2 separate regions of the Sus scrofa genome follow, and region 2 is linked to region 1. Evidence: chromatin contacts called from public HiChIP or PLAC-seq data. All regions are on one chromosome and are shown on one strand. The core of a region is the stretch at or near the end of the contact, and the rest is flanking DNA. Distances in the headings are between cores, read along the strand shown.

What was found. HiChIP or PLAC-seq counts read pairs in DNA pulled down with a chosen protein or histone mark.
Region 2: a contact with region 1 is called in an H3K27ac HiChIP or PLAC-seq map of alveolar macrophages. The contact joins the promoter of SART3 here to the promoter of USP30 in region 1. A contact is called at or near these places in 2 of 5 promoter capture datasets (fetal liver and liver), 1 of 47 Hi-C or Micro-C datasets (embryonic fibroblasts) and 1 of 2 datasets of contacts at active chromatin or transcription factors (alveolar macrophages).

Annotation. Positions count from the first base shown.
Region 1 is chr14:41,816,053-41,821,899 of Sscrofa11.1, forward strand. USP30 (ubiquitin carboxyl-terminal hydrolase 30) reads right to left here and starts at 2,885. Exons shown (of 14, transcript XM_001929284.6): 1 at 2,652-2,885. The coding sequence starts at 2,734.
Region 2 is chr14:42,221,318-42,227,164 of Sscrofa11.1, forward strand. SART3 (squamous cell carcinoma antigen recognized by T-cells 3) reads left to right here and starts at 2,435. Exons shown (of 19, transcript XM_005670755.3): 1 at 2,435-2,979. The coding sequence starts at 2,665. ISCU (iron-sulfur cluster assembly enzyme ISCU, mitochondrial) reads right to left here and starts at 1,253. Exons shown (of 6, transcript XM_003359136.3): 1 at 1,199-1,253; 2 at 1,126-1,196. The coding sequence starts at 1,238.

The DNA.
Region 1 (5,847 bases), core at 1,635-4,134:
TCACTCCCTCCCCTCCCCTTCACTTCCAACAAACTTCTGGAACCTGTACTCCTGGTCCTTTTCACCCAGTCCTCATTTTTCTTTTTACTATAGTACTCGCCACCTTCTAACATTACATTCACTCATTCACCACATTTATTCTCAGTCTTCCTCAACTGAAACGTGAAGTCCCTAAGGGCAGGGATCTCTATTTTAAACACTAAGATATTCCAAATGTTTAGATCATGCCTGGCACATGATAAGGTACCAAGTATGTTCTTGATCATATTTATTGAATGATTGGGACCTGGAAAACATAGAAATGCATTTACCTTTTAGATTATCAAATGGAAGGGCGGGGAGGCATATAATAGTATAAAAGATCCTCTAAATACTTATGAAATTACAGATTTCTTCAATTAAGGCTTGGCAAACAATGAAGTTATACTTCTACTACAAATAAACTTTACCAGCAATTTAAAACATTGTCTTCATACAAGCTATGTATTTCCACTAAATAAAGCAAACAACATAAATATGTACATATGTATAAATGTGCAACACACACTTGTATATATGTGTTAGATACGTGTTTGTGTGTGTGTGCGTGTGATATATTCTTATCCCAACATGCGGATCATGTGAACATTGTTTTGATTTCAATTCAGTCACAATAACTCAGGGAAGAGTCTGGTGATATCAGTAACTGACTGATGTCAACCAACATTTTCCCAATGTCATGGCTGATGTGATACATAACTGATGACTGAATTCCAAATAAATCTTCATTCTCCCACGGCAGTGTAAGGAGAATGTGTACAGAAAGTGGAAATGCATAATCTGGTTCAAGTCTGGTTCTGCTCTCTTTCCTGTTTCACCTTACCCCATTGAAATGCTCTTACCCCGTTTCACCTTTGGAGCCTCAGCTTCCTCATCTGTCCAATGGAATATGGAGGTTCCCAGGCTAGGGATCAAATGTGAGTCACAGCTGTGGCAACGCCAGATCCTTCACCTGCTGTGCCACAGCAGGAACTCCAAGACTCAGCTTATAGAGTGGTTGTGAAGACTGATTAAGTGTTAAGGCATAGGGTGCACAGTAAGAGCTTTAATAAATGTTAGCTGTTGCAACTAAGTACTGTAATCTCAGCTTCACTCATGAAAGTTATTCTCGAAATTTCTTAATGCATCCCTTGTGCTGATTTTTACACAATAGGTATATTCACAAAAGTGCCTGGAAAGGTTAAAAACCTTCATTGAAATTCTAAAGCCCTTTACAAGTGCTTTGAAATCCTCTAATTGAACATTAATACCTAAAGGTGCGTGCACTATGCCAGGCACTGTGATAACTGTATCTCACCCTCAAAACAATCCCATGGAGGTAGGTTCTATTATCATCTCCATTTTTATAGTTGAGGAAACTAAGAGATGCAGCCAACTTGGTCAAAGTAAGGAAGACCACGTGGATCTGAACTCCTGCTTGGCTGCCAAGTCTGTGCCTCAACCCACGAAGCTCATGGGGAAACTGAAGGTCAGAATGTCAAGGGGATGGAAGAGAGGTCTTGCCCAGGTCCTAAGAAGGACATGCATAAAAAAACCAGGGGCCAGTGGTGACACTGGAAATCCCACAACACAAGGAGAGTAGTAGGGCTTGGGAGTAAAAAGCTCTGCTGTCAGGTCAGCTGTAGGATCACAGGCAAGGCCGTTTCCTGGCCTATTTCCCATCAGAGGAATAGGGGCCTTGGACATGATCACCATAGAGGATTTTCCTGCTCTGGGATAATAAGCTCTTCAGACCTGCTTTGGATCCAGAGGGAGGGTCCCAGTCACTTAGGGTCAGTGGGGGTGGGGCAGGGGTTAGGGAGCTGCAGTGCTCAGTTCTAAAGCCTGGAGCAGGAGAAGGGAAATAAGGACCCTGACAGTACTGGGGGCCCATGCTACTGGGAGGTCCTAGCAGGAATGCGGGGGGGTTCTTAACAGGACTGTGAGCCTGACTGGTTTAGAGACCCTTGCAAGATAAGGAGTCACAGATAAGATTAGGGACCCACACAGACTAAGGGATCCCTGGCAAAATTGGGTGTGTGTGTGTGTGTGACAGAAATAGGCATACTGACAAAATGGGGGCGGGGGGCCGCTAGTAAGCCCGGGGCACTTTACAGGGTTGTGAGAACCATGGCAGGATTGAGGAGCCTGGCAAGACTGGGGAACCCGAGCAAGCCAGGAACTGACATGATTGGGGAGCTCAGAAGGACTGGGGGTATACTGAAGGATGAAGGCTTCCTGGAAGGCCTGTGAGGCGCTGAGAGCTCTGAGGGCCATTGACAGAATTCGGGGCCTTGACAAGCCGAAGGATCCCTGGAAGTTCTGGGGACAGTGACAGGATTGGAGGAGGCACTGGCAGCCTAAGGAGGTGGGTAGAGGGGGCACTGATAAAACTGAGAGCGCCAGCGGAATCGAGGAGTACGGACAAAATCAGCGTTGCCGAATCTGCAGGCCCTGGAGGCTCGTCGCCTCTTCCGCCTCAAGGCCTAGGCCTCCAACCCTTCCGGACGCAGAAACCTCCAAATTCTCACTCGGCCCTGGGGACCCTGACTGAGGCGTGATAAGACCGTCACACGCCAGCTTGGGCACCTTGGTCTCGGCCTCCCCGGCCGCCCCGCCCCCCCAAAGCTCACCTGACCGCCGCCCCGGTCCGCAGGAAGCGCTGGATGGCCCTGTCCGCCGCGGTCATCGCCGCCTCGGCCCGGGAGCTCAGCATCGCGGCTGCGCGGGAGGCCTGCCGCCGCCCCCGCCCATATCACCGCGGCTGGACCCAGGGCTTCGAGGGCTCCGGAGGCGGCGGAACCCACGGCCAAAGTCCCAGCTCCTTCGGGGAGGGTAGACCGCAGGACGGGCTCCCGGAAGAACCGGAAGTAGTTCTTTCCGGAGGACTAGAGTAAAGGGACCACAACCTTGTTCTTCCTTTTCCCCCTTAGCAACGGGCGTCCGCGTCGGTTACTGAGGAAGGCCCTGTGGTCCCGGGCTGCTTGGTTTTCAAATTTTGCCCGGGCTCCGTTCATAATAGAGATGTCCTATTTCCGAATGGACCCTGGGTCATTTTTCTTTTTCGATGTGAAAGCGGCATCACGGCTTGGCCACCGTTAGTTATTATTATAAGCCAAATGGATCAGAATATAATCAGTGTGAGACTCAAGAATCTGCATTTTAACAAGCTTCAGCTATTTGTGTAGCATCCTAAATGGGGGGGTGTGTTATATCCAAACATAACTTTTACTATTTCATTTCGTTTTTTACCTATATCACATAAATATTTTTAATGTTTTTAGATTGTTTTCATATTTGGAAAAAACAATATTTTTCTAATATCCATGACAGTAAGTATCTGTATTTGATCATTCAAATAGGACAAATGTTTATCTCATGTATCACCCAAAGTCATCTTTACATTCAGAAGTAAGCACTTTATCCTTGGTAAAACACGGAGATAGAGAAATAGAGATCATTTGGAAGTGATAAGAGTAGTTGCAGAGTTGATATGTGTTGATGAGGATTTGGAGCAACTGGAACACTCATACATCACTGATGGGAATGTAAAATAATACATACACTTGGAAAGCTGGCCATTTCCTATAGAGATAAACATAATGTACCACAATGACCCAGCCATTTCATTCTTCAGTATTTATTTATCCAAGAGAAATGAAAATGTAAATCTACACAAAGATTTGAATGTTCACAGCTACTTTATTCATAATAGCTCCAAATTTGGAAAATCCAAAAATGTTCATGAATCAATGATAGATAAAATGTGTTGTATCCATACAATAGAATATTACTGTTATAAATAAGAAGCACTACTAGAAAAACACAAAAACATTTATGAATCTCAAAGCCATGCTGAATGAAAGAAGCCAGACACAAAAAATATGTACTTTATGCTCCTGTTTATATCAATTCTAAAAAATACGAATTAATCTAGAGTAATAAAAGCAGATGAGTGGTTGTCTGGAGCCAGAGACAAACTTTTGGGGTAATGGAAACATTCTATATCTTGATTGCAGAGTTGTTACACAAGTGCATACTTCATTAAAAACTATTATATTGTATATGTTAAATGACTTTCCCTGCCCAACCATATAAACCCCCTTCCACATTCGTATTTCTACCTCCTTTCTTTGCTTTATTTTCCCCCACAGCACTTAGCATCATCTGACATGCCATATATGGTATAATTTTTTTTTGGCCTTGCCCACAGCATGTGGAAGTTCCTGGGCCAGGGATGGAACCTACCCTGCTGTAGTGACAATGCCAGATCCTTAACCTACTAGGCCACCAGGGAACTCCACGGTATAATTTTTTATTGCCAGTTTTCCTCAACAAAAATATAAGCTCAATGAAGGCAGAAATTTTGTCCATTTTATCTCTTCTCTCTCCTCAGTCTTTAGCAGGGTGCTTGTCCATAGTAGGATTTTAGCAACGGTTTACTGAGTGAAAGTAAATGAATTAATACATATTCCAGACATGAGTCTATGAATGAGATAAATATAGCTTACTATATATTTTTTCTTTTTCTGGCCACACCCGCAGCATATGGAAGTTCCCAGGCTAGCGGTACAATCAGAGCTACAGCTGCCAGCCTATATCACAACCACAGCAACACTGGATCTGAGCTACATCTGTGACCTACACTACAGCTTGTGGCATTGCCGGATTCTTAACCCCCCGAGCAAGGCCAGGGATTGAACCTGCATCCTCAGAGAGATTACATCGTGTTCTTAACACACTGAGCCACAATGGGAACTCCCTGATGTAGCCACAGTCTTTACGAAGCTTATATTCCAGTCAGGAAAGATAGACATTAAAAAGTTACTTGCAGAAATGACTAATCAAACATCATTATAAGTGCAGTGAAGAAGTACAGGAATATGGGAGTTCCTGTCGTGGCTCAGTGATTAACAAACCCGACTAGTATCCATGAGGACTCGGGTTTGATCCCTGGCCTCACTCAGTGGTTTAAGGATCTGGCGTTGCCGTGAGCTGTGGTATAGGTTGCAGACTCGGCTCAGATCCTGCATTGCTGTGGCTGTAGCGTAGGCTGGTGGCTACAGCTCCAATTGGACCCCTAGCCTGGGGACCTCCATAAGTCACCAGTGCAGCCCTAAAAGATAAAAAGACAAAACAAAGTACAGGAATATAAAAAGAATGTGTGAGGTGCAACATCAGCAACAAAAACAGATAGAACCTCTGAAAACTAGCTCCTCCATAAAAGCAATGAAAGATCAGAAAATGATCAGAATCAACTTTTTCAGAACTCTGGAAAGTAACCAAAAGGCTAGCAGCAACCTGATGAGCATTTATTCAAGAAAATGGCTGAATCTCAGTAAGAACAGTAAATTTTGTGACATTTTTAACTTGCTACAGTTCCAGTCTTTCTTCTCCAACTGGCAGTAATATTAAAAATAGTAGCCCACATTACCAGTGCAGGCTGGTACCCATTGGAAGGAGCAGAACAGAGCTGGGACTCTTTCAAAGCCTCCCCTGAAAATTGTCATTATTAGACCTGTCTGGTGATTTCCAGGAAGACGTCACTTGAAAGACTTGTCTTTGTTTGACCTACTTCAATGGTTAGAGTCTGCCCAGGGCTAAAAGTTTCTCCCTAGCAACGTTTGTCAGAAATATTTATGGGCAAGTGCTTTAATGCCACAGCTACCAAGGAATGAATAACAGTTATGGCAAACAGTAGACTAACAAAAAACTTAAAAGGAGAAGCCAAGGAATGAGACATTTATAGGGGCTTTGAAAACTCCCAATATATTTCTAGGCATCAAGAAGGGCAGAGCTGTGCACATTCTCAGCAGAGACCTGAGAAGG
Region 2 (5,847 bases), core at 1,185-3,684, 400 kb after region 1:
TCTGGTGCACAGTGCGCCCTGGTGGCTGCAAGGCTGAGAGCACCAATTCGTTCTGCGTGGACTGTCAACAACACACCCTCCTGAGCTGGGGAAGACAAGAACATGGGCAAATGCGTTGCAGCCAGAAGAGAAAAACAAAAAACAAACCCAAAACAAAGCAAAAAAGCTCAAACTGGCACATGGAAGGTTTTAAAAACTTTGAGGTCTGTTTACTAGTTAGCCGTAAGTATCCCAATCTTCCAGTCCCCTCCGCCCACTTATCTGTCCACGGATTTTGAGTCCAAGCCCTAGGACCTACAAGACAAAGTCCAGTCTAGACTTTCTGCCCCGTGTTGATCTGCTGCATTCTGTAGTTAACCGGTTCTAGAGTGAAAGAGTTTTACGTTTACGGACCTCACGCCCCTGGAATGTAAAGTCTTCAAACTACGCACCTATCTCTACTCACAGCTCCCCACCACCCCAAACAAAACTAAACAAAAATGAAAGCATTATGACTTGGTTACATGTCCATCCCCATTCGGAGGCTCTGAGCTCCTACAACAATAATAGCAGCAGCACCCTAAGTGGCCTCCCTGTGCCAGGCACCAAGCAGAGGAGGACCCCGCAGGCACGGTCTCGTGTAGGGGGACTGCTAAGAGCCCCCCCATATGATAAGTGGTAAAACAGGTTCAGCTCAGAGCAGTAACTTGCCCAAGGTCACCTGGCTAGAGCAGTGGCCTTAGGTGAGGCCGGAGCCCGCGCCATTCTGTGTGTGTCTGTCCCTGGAGTTCGGCTGTCAGGTCACAGCAGAACCCTGCTTGCTGGGCGGTTGGGAATTTTAAAGGCTTGGGTGCAAGAGATTAAAGACAGCGGCCGGGCCCACGGGCAGTCGCCGCTGGACGAGCCGAAACTGTCATTCTTATTTCAGGCGCCGTTAGTGCACTTGCGCATCGAGAGAAAGTTGGTCGAGGCGGACTCGTGCGAGGGGCGCCCCGTTTCCTGGGCCGCAGTGGCGTTCCCCGGGCCGCGCAAAGCCGGCCGGCCAGTCGTCCCTAGGCCAGGCCTTTGGTAGTACGCCTAAGTCCTCTCGGCGGTCCTAGTTCCCCGGCTGGTGCAGGCCCCGCGCACGCCCTCGCCCGCCCCTACCTTCTTGTGATAGAGCCGAGCCGGAGCTGACAGCTCCCGAGCAGGCAGGCGCGGGACCGGGAGCAGCAGGACGAAGCCGCCCGCCTTAGACGGCCGGCGCCAGCCGCCGCCATCTTGCGGACTTGCGCCTGCGCAGGCCGAACGCGAGACCGAGGGGAGGGGCTCGTGCACGAGTTGGCACCCGGCTTGGAGCGCGCCCCTCTAAAGTCCCGGCGACTTTGCGCCTGCGCCCTCCCGCTCGGTGCTTGAGTCCGCGCCTTGGCCCCGCCTTGACCACGCCCCTCCGAGTCCGGCGAGGCGTGGAGCCCAAAGGTCTGAATTCGCAGGACGGTTTTTCCTCCGTGCTGGGTTATGGGTCTGAGGGGCTTCAGGCTGGAGTTCCGGACGCAAATTTATGTTCACAAAGTCCACTGCCGGAATGCGGCACAGAGGATCAACCATTCCACCTTTCTTAGCCCTGTTTTGCTGCTTAGAATGTTGAGGGTCAGAGAGGTTTAGGAACTTGTCTGAGGTTGCCCTGAGAGTTAGACTCAGTTGGGATGCAAACTTGGACAATCCTCAACTAGAATCCCAGCTCTGCTCCTTACTGGCTGTGTGATCCTAGACGAATGACATCGTCCTTCTAAACCTTGATCTCTTGTGTACTAATTCAAGGACAACTATTTCACCCGTTGAGCAAGTATGTTTTGAATGTCCACTTTGTGTCGGGGTGTTTTGGGGATCCCAAACAAAAACAGACATAATTTCTGACATAATTAAGCTTGCTAACGAGAGAGAAAGGCAATAGACACAGCAAGACTTTCCTACCTCAAAAAATAGGAAGCTTAATTAAACGAATACTTTGTCCAAACTTAATAAAAATTTACGTTTATGTCTATTCCTTTATTAAAAAGCAAACACAATTTATATGACAAGGCCTGGCAATGAAGAGATTCTAAATAGATGCTTAATAATATGATTTATTAATGTTGGGTTACAGAACAGGAGCTTATAAAATGAAAACTCACGTGTGTGTCTAACTACTAGGCACCAGGCATTACATAAAGGGGAAATGAGTTTTTCTCATGAGTCGTGCAATTGATCCTTCCCTGAGGACTTGGACTTTTCTCTGCATGTGAGGCTCGGTTGCTGGGGAGACTGAACTACGCGCCAAGTCAGACCAGGCAGTAAGAGCCGTTTATGCCAAGAATCATTTTGACCTTCTCAAGATGGCGCCAAACACTGAACGTCGATCATCACGCTCTGTCCATGACTTCCTCTATGGCGTCCACTTCCTGTCTAAGGACCTAATTTCTGTCCCGAGTTGTGGCGGAACACATGCCCTGTTAGCGAGTTTTTTACCCTTAAGGAGAATTACTAAAAGCATATAAAGTGACATAGATTTGTTGTATTTCTAGATTTTTCCCTCATCTGAGGCTCACAGTTTCTCTTTAGGTGGCAAGAGAGGGGGATTTTGATCAGGCGCGCTCCGCGGGCAGCTCCTATTTCAGAGGGTCTTTGGCGGCTGAGTGAGGACCCAGGAGGCACTGGAAGCGCAAGATGGCGACGGCGGCCGCAGCATCGGCTTCGGAAGCGGAGGCAGAGCCAAAGGCCGGGCCCAAGGCCGAGGGAGAAGAAGATGAGGCTAAGGCGGCCAGGACGAGGAGGAAGGTGTTATCGCGGGCTGTGGCTGCTGCGACGTACAAGACCATCGGGCCAGAGTGGGACCAGCAGGAGGAAGGCGTGAGTGAGAGCGATGGAGATGAGGAGTACGCCATGGCTTCCTCAGCCGAGAGCTCCCCCGGGGAGTACGAGTGGGAGTACGACGAAGAGGAGGAGAAGAACCAGCTGGAGATCGAGCGACTGGAGGAGCAGGTGGGCCGCGGGGTGGGCGGCGGGCTTCTTTCCTTGGGTCCCTAGGCCCCGGCCCGCCTCCCCGGTCTTCGGCGGGAATAAAGCCGCCAAGGCCGCCAAACCAGACCTTCAAGCGCTTACCGCTCGATCGGAGCTTTGCAACCGTTATCCCGTTGAACCCTCACACGACCCGGTGAAGGAAGTAGCGTATTTCCCGTTTTACGGGAGGAAACTGAGGCTCCTGGTGGAGGGAATTCTCTTGCTCAAGAATACACTTCCTGCAGGTGGCGGGTCAGGCCTTGAACTTCGAATCGACTCCAGAACTCCCACTCTTAGCCACACTGTTAAACTGTGTCCAGCAGTAGAAATAAATTTGTCTTCTTAAGAGAGAATTATTTGTCTGTAGGAATGACAATGATAGGCTGTGGCGTGGTAGGGAAAATAGCGACTGTGACGGTGGTAATAGAAATGGAGAGGTAGAGATTTTAGCGTCTGGAGGCCAAGACCCAGATCTGGCTCTTACACACCTGCATATGTTTGGACCAGTTTCTTAATTTCCCTGAGCCTCCGCTTCCTCTTCTGTAAATTGGGAGAAAGGATTCGCACACATTGAATTGTCATAACGGTAATTAGTGCCTAGGGCTTGGTGTTAGCAGTTACCTTATGAGATGCAGGTGGCAGTATCTTCTGTGTAATCCAGGATCGCAGCCGGAGGATCCCAGGTGGCACGTTCAAATTAGGATGGTGTGAGAAAGGTCAATAAAGGGACTACTGTGTCTAGGTCAGGAGTGATGGTTCAGTATCTCAGGGCTAGTAACAGCAGGACCTTTAGTGTTCTCCTTTAGGCTGGAAGAGGTGAGGGGAGTGGCCAGTTTTCCAGGATGGTTGTGTAGAGAGGGCACCTGAGAGGTCAGAGGGTGCAGCCCCAGTTTCCCATCAGGGATTAAGGTGAAGGAGGAAATACCCTGAATGCCTCTCTTCCTCTCTCCAGACAACCTGCTGGTGCTTTATGCTGAGAACAAGAGAGCCAGAAAACTTATCCGTGTGCTCCGTACAGTGGGGCCCAGGACAGGGAGAGAGAAGATGGAGTGGATTTGGAGGGTCAAACAGAGGGAGATGGAGCACATTTTCTTTCTACAGATGAGGAAACCGAGGTGCAGGAGGAATGATGAAATGATTTGCCCAGCACCACTCAGGAGGGGATTTGAACTTTTCAAGGTTGTCTGTGGACCAGGTGCCACCTGGATATGGAATTGCTTAGCGATGTGAAATTGTTAGCCGGGGTTTCTCACCTAATCTCTCTGGGTGTGAGATTTCTTAAAATGTCCTCTCTGGGATGATGTTTTTGTTAAGCTGTGCAACAGTGACATCATCCTGAGGCATACCTGGCCGGCTTGTCATCCCGTTTGAATGTTAGAGGAGCCAGTTGAAGGGAGGCAGGTGGTTACCAGTTCTGCTTTTTATCAATCAGCACAATGAAGTTCATTCAGTCTTTTATTTTTTAGCAAATGTCTTGTAATATGAGGTGCCAGGCTGACTGTGACCCTGTCCTGATAGAAATTTGTTCTTGGGCCTTGGGCCTTTCAAGGAGCTATTAGCTCACTCAGTAGGGGAAATAGGATTACCTGTTTCAGTGGAAGGACAGGGGTGGATGCAGAGAGATGAAATTCTCGATGAGAGTTCCCAGCTTACTAGAGAGGAGACTGGGTCAGGGCAGAGGTCTCCTGACTTTGGGCGTCATGCAGTTGCCAGCCCTGTCTCAGGCTCCTGCAGGTGGGCTGGAGCTCAGAAAGTAACCATAGATTCTGGCAAGTGGTAGTGGAATGAACAGCCTCTGGCTTTATTCTCTTTGTCCTGGGGTCTAGACATTGACTTTTTCAATTTTTCCAAAAGTTCCTCCCACCTTCTCCTACCCCACAGCGTCTCGTTCCTGTTGTATCCACTCTCATGGTGGAGCATGATGATGAGTAACTCCCAGAGAGGCCTGGGAACTACACGGCCTCATATCTGTGAATTCCAGTTCTCACCTGAGTGTGTCTTATGAAAGCTTGCAGTTAGCTATGGTATCTATCCATGTAACAAAGGCAAGGATTCCCCGCTCTTTCTTTGTGGCCTGAAACTAAAAGTGGCACCTTGTAGTGCCTTACAGGTTATGTCAACACTCTGAGCCTGGTGTCCCAGTGGCTAAAGGAGGGTTGTAGTAGGCCTTTCCCTCACGGGGCTGTTGTTGAACTTAAGCTATAGGCACAGTTTGACATGTAGGAGATGCAATGCCAAGACCTGCTCTCTTCTCTTCCTCCCTTTCCTGTGATTGTACCCATGTGTCCTTTCCACTGGGCTTCTCTGTCATCACTCTGCCCCCAGACCAGGTCCAGGTCCAGGTCGTGCTGTTAGGGAGTTAGGAAGTCACTTCCCAGATCACCTGCACATTGGCTCTATGGAAGTTCCAGGGCCAAGGATTGAATCTGAGCTGCAAGTACACCTGCGCCACAGCTGTGGCAACACTGGCTCCTTAACCCACTGTGCCACAGCAGGAACTCCAGCCCCTTCCTTTTTTAAAGCATCCTTTGTTGTTAATGATGTTCTGAGGTCAGACTGAACCTGCATTTGTGCTCATTGTCAGCGCTGATTGAACTCTCTGGAAGGTCTCTTAAATGCATTTCAGTGTGCATGTGACATACATATATGTCAGCCCACCTCCCCCATATATCGTATCTTCATTATCTGGGACTAAAAATCAGAAACTTATACCAGAAACCATCTGAGAGACAGTTCCTGTACTTTAGAGACACTTGTACGTTTTTCCTCTGACCTCTGCACAGTGTTTACAGGAAGGCCACATGCATAAACATCACTCAGGCTGCCTCTGCAGCCCTACACTGCCATGCT